Regions from separate parts of the Anser cygnoides genome. Here region 1 is linked to region 2. The links are chromatin contacts, called in public Hi-C maps. All regions are on one chromosome and are shown on one strand. Each heading gives the region's core, a stretch centred on a gene start, on an enhancer-like site or on the middle of the called end of the contact. The rest is flanking DNA. Distances are from core to core; before and after follow the strand shown. Region 1 holds the start of FDX1 (ferredoxin 1). Region 2 holds the start of PSPC1 (paraspeckle component 1).

The links. Hi-C and Micro-C count contacts between places; a contact is called where the count stands out from the background.
Region 1: a contact with region 2 is called in a Hi-C map of liver, with 1.7 times the contacts expected there. The contact joins the promoter of FDX1 here to the promoter of PSPC1 in region 2. A contact is called at or near these places in 2 of 7 Hi-C or Micro-C datasets (granulosa cells and liver).

Annotation. Positions count from the first base shown.
Region 1 is chr1:194,176,083-194,180,491 of Taihu_goose_T2T_genome, forward strand. FDX1 (ferredoxin 1) reads right to left here and starts at 3,033. Exons shown (of 4, transcript XM_048047055.2): 1 at 2,752-3,033. The coding sequence starts at 2,924.
Region 2 is chr1:193,698,928-193,703,546 of Taihu_goose_T2T_genome, forward strand. PSPC1 (paraspeckle component 1) reads left to right here and starts at 3,125. Exons shown (of 10, transcript XR_010828380.1): 1 at 3,125-3,620.

The DNA.
Region 1 (4,409 bases), core at 1,783-4,282, 480 kb after region 2:
TGTGCGCGCCCAACCGGTGCTGCACGCGGCAGGGGACAAGGGAAGCACCATCTTTAAGTCCCCAGTTTTTGTTAAAGAACATTACGGGAAGTAATCTCTTCTGCAGGGCCTAATCCACTCGGGTTAATAACTGAAACTGAAATTTATTTGTGACAACATTAAAGATACCTTAGTCCTCCAGTAGGATCTGTTTTTCTGCTATTGCCACCTTCGCTACTCTTCCCACAGCCAAAAAGTTTAATTCAAAAAGTGTAAGTCACCGAGGCTTTACTGTGCATGAGCCTGACTGGTGAAAATACTTTCAGAAATGGATGTACATAATAAATAATCAGGTCAGTCAGACATTCAAAACACACACCGTGCAGACCTTTTTGATGACTGGGAGATACCATTAAAAGAAAAACCACATCTACATGAAATGATATTTAGGGCTTATGAGTTTCAAGCAACATGGCTTTTGGCTACCCAGACATCGTTTGCATAGGGGGGTGGGAACCACACACACCATCCTGCAAAGTAGTCACAGAAAATTAATGTGAAACAAATGCCAGGTCTTGCGCAAGCATAAATAGCCTCAGGATTACCAGAAAGAACCAAACGTATTTTGTGTGATTTGCATAAAACATCCCAATTCATGCTTAGTTGAACCTTTTTTCTTTTCTTTTTTTTTTTAAGCTGCCTGTAAAATAAAATTCATTTCTTCACATGGTTGCCACAGTCCTATCACCATTGTTACCAACCTACACGAAGACAACCCTAAATTAAGCATGCTGCAAACAAACTGAAGAGCACCAAAGAGCTGTAAGTGCTGTTCGCTGTCCCTCCTGTGCAAACAGGACACGTACTGCAAGAATACCTGACAGCCACCACTCCTCCCTTAAAAAAGGTGCCCTTCTGCATCTTCAGCCACTACTTCCAAGTACCATCTATATTCCTTCAAACAAACAATCAAAAAAAGATAACTGCATCCTTCTGCTGCACGTGGAGAAACCTACTCCATTATTTCCAGATTTTTTTGGTTCATTCAACAGCCCTAATTGCCAGTAGAATTTCATTAAATTATTACAGAAGTCTTAGAATATGGAAGTTACAAATCTGAACTAATCCTTAAACATGCAGCAATTACATGGTGACACCAAAAATACTGTCTAAATATCTAAACTGCTATAAAAGAATTCTTAGATAACTACTGTTCATCACAAAATGAAAGGTGGGGAAACGGGGAAGAAAACAGACTGAAGATACATAACAAAACTGGGAAGGAAAACATAATGTTTGATGCCCCACTGACCCCCTTTGGAAACCTCTGCTCACAAGAATCTCTTCTGCTGACAATTTTACCTGTTTAGGTCTTCATCCTCTAAACATAAATACAGGTAACTTTACATGTAAAAACAACGAGGAATGAATGTTTTTACTGGACTAACATTGACTATACAAATTTCAGGAACCAATTCAACCAATAAAGGTATGACGAGAGAAAAATAACTTGCACGTAAATTGAGGAACTACTCATGTATGAAAGAAACCAAAAGTTTTTTTCCTTCCAAGTCATTTAGCTGGATTATAACGTATTATTTAAACAATACATTTGAAATGCTTGCTTGTGCGAACTCTTTTGCGGGTATGCTTGTGCAATGTGTGTGAATAGATGGCCGGTCTGTTTACAAGCCTGCATTCAGTCTGTGTGAAGGACCTGAGGGATTCTTGGTCTTATATAACAATTAGGTAAGGAAATGTCTTCCCTTTTCAGTAGACCATTTCATCTTATTTTACCCTGCTCAATAACTTAATATTTTTTTAGAGTTCTGACAATGCTTTTCAAAGTGTTTTTGTTTGTTTGTTTGTTTTGTTTTTTTCAGTGACCTCAAAATTAATGATGGTCTCGGCAGGTTAGTGGAGACCTATTTATTAAGGCATTAGAGTCACTCAGAGAAGCAACCTAAACAGGCACCATACACGCCTTGTACAGGAGTCCTGAACTACGAGGCTTGTTTGTCTCTCTGTATTAAAAGATTAAAAGTATCTGCTGGCACAAAGTGAAGAGCACCTACAGGAGCGTTTGTTTAAAACCAAACTGCTGAAACGACTTTGATGGCGAGGGCACTACCCAACCCTCTGGAAACAGGCTAGGCTGCCCTGATGTTGGGCAGCCCATTGTGGGTTTTGTTCTTAGTCAGAGAAACTCCTCTGACAACCAAGTTAATTTGCCTTTTAAAAGTGTATTTTAAATACTGCAAGTTACCTGCGGGCTCAGACCTTTGGATACACAGGCTACAGTCTCGGAGGCCACGCATAAACAAGTTTCTGATTACGTGTAGTGTTGCAAATCTGTAGTCGTGGACTGTGCAATATTGGTGCCTACAGGGCTCGAGCATGCCACAGCACACGCTGAGGGCAGGAGGGGCCCTGCACATCTGTGTATGTGCTCCTCGGTAAAGAGAAACTGTACCACAAGCAGGGGAGATCTTCAGATCTGTGCTGCGCTTCCACCACCGATTTAGTCAACCTTACGAAATTAAAAAAAAAAAAAAAAAAACAAAAAAAACAGAATACACCGGCCCCAAACCCCCTCACGGCCCCCTGAGCCCGGCCGGGGGTCACCAAGGGGCCGCCCCCTGACAGACGAAGCGCGGCCGGGCCCTGCCCCGAGCTCCTCAGGGCTCATCACGGACCGGGGGCGGGTGCCCGGGGCCGCCCCCGCCGCCCAACGATCGCTGCCCTCAGCCGTGCCCGCTCCGCCGCCCTTACCTGCGCGCCGCCCGGGCGGAGAGGCCGAAGGGCCGGGCCAACAAGGCAGCGGAGCCGCAGCCCGGCCTCGTCCCAGCTGCCGGCGAGGAGGAGAGGAGCCAGCGGCGGCAGGAGGAGGAGGCGGCGGCGGCGCGGAGAAGGCTGAGGAGGCGGGCGGGCGGCGGGGCCGCCATGTTGCGGCACGGAAAGGAGGCAAAGTCCCAGTGCTGCCGCCGTCTACGGCGACTCTCGTAAGGGTTTACGCCGCCTGCGTAGCGCGCTGCCCGCCCACTGCTGACGGCGTCGAGAGGGGACGGCGCCACGGGAGCGGCGGGGGTTACGCAAAGTGCGCGGCGCTGCGCCGTAATGGTGCTGGGCGGCGCTCGCTGCACCGGCCGGCCCCTGAGGGTGGTCCCTCAGAGCCCGGCGTGTCCTCCTGTCGTCCCCGGCTGGGGCTGGGAGGGATTTCGAGGGTCTGCTGGCCCAAGGAGTTCTTATTAAATCCGCAATGGTGGTTTAAGAAACCTGGCGTGTGGCGGATGGGGATTTGTGGTTCTGGGCAGGGAAGAGGTGGTGGTGATGGTGATGTGGTGATGGTGTGGTGTGCTGATGGTGATGGTGATGGTGATGGTGTGGTGTGGTGTAGTAGTGGTGGTGGTGGTGGTGGTGGTGGTGGTGGTTATGGTGGTGATGGTTGGTGGTGATGCTGGTGGTGCTGTTGATAGTGTGGTGCTGGTGGGGTGATGGTGGTGATGGTGGTGGTGGTGATGGGTTGGTGGCAATGATGGTGGTGATGGTGATGGTGGTGGTGGTGATGGTGGTGGTGGGGTGGTGTTGGTGGCTCAGAGGTCTCAGCTGTCCCCTGGGCTGGCCACACAGGATCACAGAGAAGTTCCTAGGTCCTTGCTGCTGTTTCTTCTGGCAGAATATCAACTTCTAAATCCCAGGCAGCAGCAGAGGGACAGCAAAGCTATCAGAGGTTTTAGCGGGAGGAGAGCTCAAATATCAGTATGGAAATGTTGAGACTTCCTCAGCTGTACAGACCACACACAGACTTAAGTTGTCTCCCTGCAATATACATGTCGGCCTACAAGATTTGATTATGTTATTAAGTAGATCATCCTAACATACTTAAATTGGAGAGTGAAAGAAGGAAAAAATACAGCATTTACTTTGAAATATTTTCAAACAGGAGTGGAAATAAATGGGGAAAAGGAAGAATTGTTTGCTTCTAGTGCTCTTAGGTACACAAGGTTGTTCCTGATGCCTTAGGATTTCAGGAGTATATTTTTGTTGCATCAGAGTAAGATCAGTGAGGGAGATGACATTATACAATGTATTTTCTTTAAGTAAAGGAGAAGGTTGTGGTGGAAAGGTAAAGAGCCACCAAACTTTCTATTCATAAACCAAGTGACTTAAATGTGCCAGTTTTCTGGAAAAAATGTTTATTGTTGTTATCCTTTACAATCTAGTATTCTTTCTGTAAAAGAAATATTTGTCTCTCCCCACCTAGCTTTAAGATGGGATTTTAGAAGTGTTACAGTTACCTTAGATGCGCAGTGTATCTCTAAATTTCAGCTGGCAGGTGGAGGTCCTTTATTTTTTTCTAGGCAATTTCTGTAGTAACTGTCACAGAGGCGCCAAGTAACTGAAGTCAGGTGGGTTACCACTGTGTAGTA
Region 2 (4,619 bases), core at 1,875-4,374:
AGTTAAAATAAGTGTTTGTCCCACTATACTTAGCATTGTTGCAGCCTCACCTCAAGTACTGTATGCAGCTTTGGGCTCCACTATATAAGAAGGATATAAAAATAATGGGCGTGTCCAAAGGAGGGCAACAAAGATGGTGAAAGGTCCAGAGGTAATACATATGAGGAGTGTCTGAGGTCCCTTGGTTTGCTCAGCCCAGAGCAGAGCAGGCTGAGGGGAGGCCTCATGGCAGCCTGCAGCTCCCTCACGAGGGGAGTGGAGGGGCAGGCGCTGAGCTCTGCTCTCTGGGGACAGCGACAGGACCCGAGGGAACGGCATGGAGCTGGGACAGGGGAGGGTCAGGCTGGGTGTTAGGGAAAGGTTCTTTCACCCAGAGGGTGGTCAGGCACTGGGACAGTCTGCCCAGGGCAGTGAACATGGCACTGAGCCTGCTGGAGTTCAAGAAGCATTTAGACAATGCTCTCAGACAAAATAGTTTGGGTTTTGGGTGCTCCTGCCTGGAGCCCGGAGTTGGACTCACTGATCCTAATGAGTCCATTCCAACTCAGGATATTCTGTGATTCTATGATTTTATGATTCTAGGAAGTATAAGTAAATAAACCTGTGAGTCCAGAAATGTATTGAGTAGTAAGCTACTACTAATCATGTGATCCAGGGCAATTGCCTCTGTTGAGACGCTGGCTGACTTAACCATTAATGCAGCTGTCACCACTGAGGTGTTGTTATCACAGCAATCACTTTGAAATTGCTTCAGGGTTAAGTACATGTAGTTTGGGTTTTTATTTGCAGGTCAAGTTGTATGCCTCTGAGTTTCATCAGGACCCTCACATTTGGTAGGGAACAAATGCCAGGATATAGGAAATGAAAAGCTAGAACAGTTGCTTCTGACCGAGTCTCATATGGCACAAGGCTGGATGGTCTGTATCTTGGAAATACATTCAAGTCTCTTGTTAGTGTTAAAACTTTAGCATACACCAAAGAGATAAAATGAAAAGTACTGGTGATTTTCACAATTCTACTTCTGTTTTCTGCTACTGAAATGTTCTTGTCATCAAGGGAATAGCAATTGTACTACAAACAGTAGTGCTATATGCAGACTATTGTATTTCAGTTAAAAAATTAAATACAGAACCATTCACAAAATCATAATCCAAAGCTTCAGAAAAGGGAGCCTAGTAGATGTAAGGGCAGTGTATTACTAATACAAGAAGTCATAAACTTTTTATGGTCTTAAATAAATTCCATGCCAAAAACAACTTTGTTAGTACAAAATCAGGTCTGTTCTGTCCTTTTGAATGTCAAGTTGAATAAACTTAGGCTTATAAAAAAAAATCTGAAGACTTACAGAGGGAAAACAAACTACCATGTAATCATAACTATTACTCCTCCATTCCTCTGAAATGACCTTCATGTAGTTCATCTGTATTCAACGTATTAAATATAATAATACCAAATTTACAGAGAGCGGCTGGAAGAGTTTGGCAGAACTCACATTTTACAAGCTGTACCTAGTAAGTCATAAAAATGTTAACAAATGTTTATAACAGAAGGAAAACATTGGAACAAGAACTTCTAAGGATCCATTTTGTCACTTTCAAAATGTTTTTGGTTAAGTAGTGTCAGTGCCAAGGTGTAGCATTAATCTTGCCACAAAGACTCTAGAGCATTAGGTACGGGATGAACTACTCAGGGTTGTCTTGATGAATGAGCAAATTGTTAAATGATACAGTGTAACAGAAAGTAAAGAGATGACTAAACATAGCAGAAATCATCTTCTTTTTGTACGTCACACTAAAGCATTTGACTGTAGGGCATGTGCAAATAGCTCCTCATCAATAAAGTCTAAAAACAACACGAATATATGTTATAGTTGTACTGTGACTAACAAAAGCAGGCTATGGATGCCTGAGCATATTAAATCCATGCATATATTGAAGATATATTTATCATTTTCTTGTTTCTGGAACTTGGAATGTTTTTGAGCTATTTCAGTGGACTATGATTTACTATTGAGAGCTACTATTGATGTAGCTAGGGAAAGGTAAGAATAGCATGGAACTTATAAACATGCCTTGTTCCTCCTATTGATTTTTTTATAGTGGAATCATGGTTGTGTATTTAAATGGTTGAAGCCTGTATTACTGAAGTGATTGATAAAACTCTGTCTGAAAATCATGGCAATTTTATTATACAGTGTTGGCAATAACAAGTAACTACTACATTATCTCCTTTTTCCTATCTACTGAGCTTTCACTTTCTACAATGCAGTCACATCATTTCTAACATATGTTCCACTCCCTTTACACACTTACCAGTTTTTAAAATATATTTTGTTTTGCTATGAGTAGTTCCCTATTTCGACTCAGCATTTTTATTGAACGTTAAATATACTACAAACCATACCTCTTCGGATCCCATATTGATACTCTTCCCTCGTGTTCCTACACTGCTCAACTTCCTGCCTTTGCTGGGAGTAGATACCCTCCTCCTGTCTGTAGTTTCTGATTTTCAGAGCTTTAAATCTGAGTTCATTTCAATGCTCTGTACCCAAGATTCTGCTTCAGAAACAGGTGGGCTGAGAAAGTGATTCCTGCTGTTTGGAAACTCATGTTTTGTTTTGCCTTTTTTTTTTTTTTCTCCCAGATTTCTGGTACATGCTTAGAGGTACCTCAAATGGAAAAACAGATAGAATATTCCCCATCTAACATGGAAATCCCTCAGTAATGGATTCGTGCCTCTCTGCGATACCATGCAGCAGTTGAATTCCTGGTTGAAGCACACAGATCAAACTAAACAACTAGCAAACCAGACACACAAGCATCTGAAGAACAAGCGGGTGGGGAAAAACATAGCCCTGTACTATAGCCCTGTACTACAGCCCTAACTACAAGGAGTGCCCCAGCAACACAACGTGTGACTTTACACCTCTGAGAAGCAAGCCACCACCACCTTTCCAACACAAACCCTTCCCTGTGCCCCCTGCACGCCCCCCCCTCCCGCCCCGCCGCGGCGGCCATTACAGCCGCCCCCCACTCCCCGCCGTGCCCCACGGCGCATGCGCGGCCCCCGCCGGGCGCGCGGCGGCGAGGGGCGGGGCTCCCCTCAGGGACGCTGCAACTCGCCGAGGGCGGCCGCGGCGCCATTTTGAATCGGCTGCGGGTGGGAGGCGGCGGAGGTGGAGGCAGGCTCGGCGTCCCCCGAGAATCAACCAGCGAGAAGGGAGCGAGGCCCCGAAGATGGCCGCGAATCGCAACTTAAAGCAAGTGAGGATCGAGAACAGCTCGCCGGCTGCGCCGCTGGGCATGGTGGGGGGCGGCGGCGGCGGCCTGAAGGGCTTGCGAGGCCTGGAAGCGGAGAGTGAGGCGGCGGCTGCGGCTGCCGCCATGGCGCTGGTGCCGGGTAAAGAGGCTGGAGACGAAGAGCAGGAGGTCGGCTTCACCATCGACATCAAGAGCTTCCTCAAGCCGGGCGAGAAGAGCTACACGCAGCGCTGCCGGCTGTTCGTGGGCAACCTGCCGACCGATATCACCGAGGAGGATTTCAAGCGGCTCTTCGAGCGCTACGGGGAGCCCAGCGAGGTCTTCATCAACCGGGACCGCGGCTTCGGCTTCATCCGCCTGGTGAGGGTTGGCGTGAGCCCCTGCGGGTTGCTTCCTGACCCAGCCTTTGCAGCCGGGACACCCCCAGCCCCCTGCTCCCCGCTCTCCCCTCACCGCTGGAAGAAGGCAGCAGCTGCCCCCCGCTGTGTTTTTTCCTTTGCTGCTCCTGCTGTTCCCTCAGCTTCCTCGGATTTCCACTCCCGTTCCCTCTTTGCCTCAATCCATCCAAGCCAGAGGCCTGCGTTGTGAGCAGCCTCCCCTGCCCCTTGCCTTCGGGTTTCCAGGGCACCGCTGGGAGCCCCTGCTGCTTTTGGGGCTGCTCTCAGGGTTTTTCCACCAGTTTACAGTTTAGGTGCTGCTACGGGTGCTCCTGCAGCCTGTAACTCTTCAGTGACAGGAAGACATGGTTGTGAGATCTACATTATTCATGTAATATTTGTAGAGATTTTATTTATTTAATTGGGAGCATTTAGCATACTTCAGAACTGGAAATGTTACCTCTTTGTGTCGAAACAAATTTCAATCTGTGCAGCTCACTATGAGTGTAGGTTTGGCCTATGAAAACACGGTTAATTTTAAAGACTGAACTGGTTTGTTTTGAAATACTACTACTTGCACATCTTGAACGCTAAGAACACAATTTCAAAATTGCAAAGAATTGGGAACGTCGTTTGTCTGAATTGTGTCCTGATAAGGCTAGATTTTAGGGTTCATACAATTTAATCAGTATTATCTCAACCATGCAGAAAAAGCATCATCCTAAAAGCTTGTCATCCTGCATTTAAAATTTTCAATTTAATGTGTAGCATTAGTTTTAATGACTGCCATGTTTAGAAGGCTCTGTTTCATCTAGTTCTGAGAAAAGAACTATAAAGTTTTTAAACACTTGAAGTGTTTTGGGTGAACCTGGTTACGATTTTTTTGTATATTTTACTGGTTAGGATTTTGTATCTTTTTGGTTGTCGAAGATAAGTGCAAAGATAAGTAGCATTTTGCTATATGCTTTTGACCACGACAAAA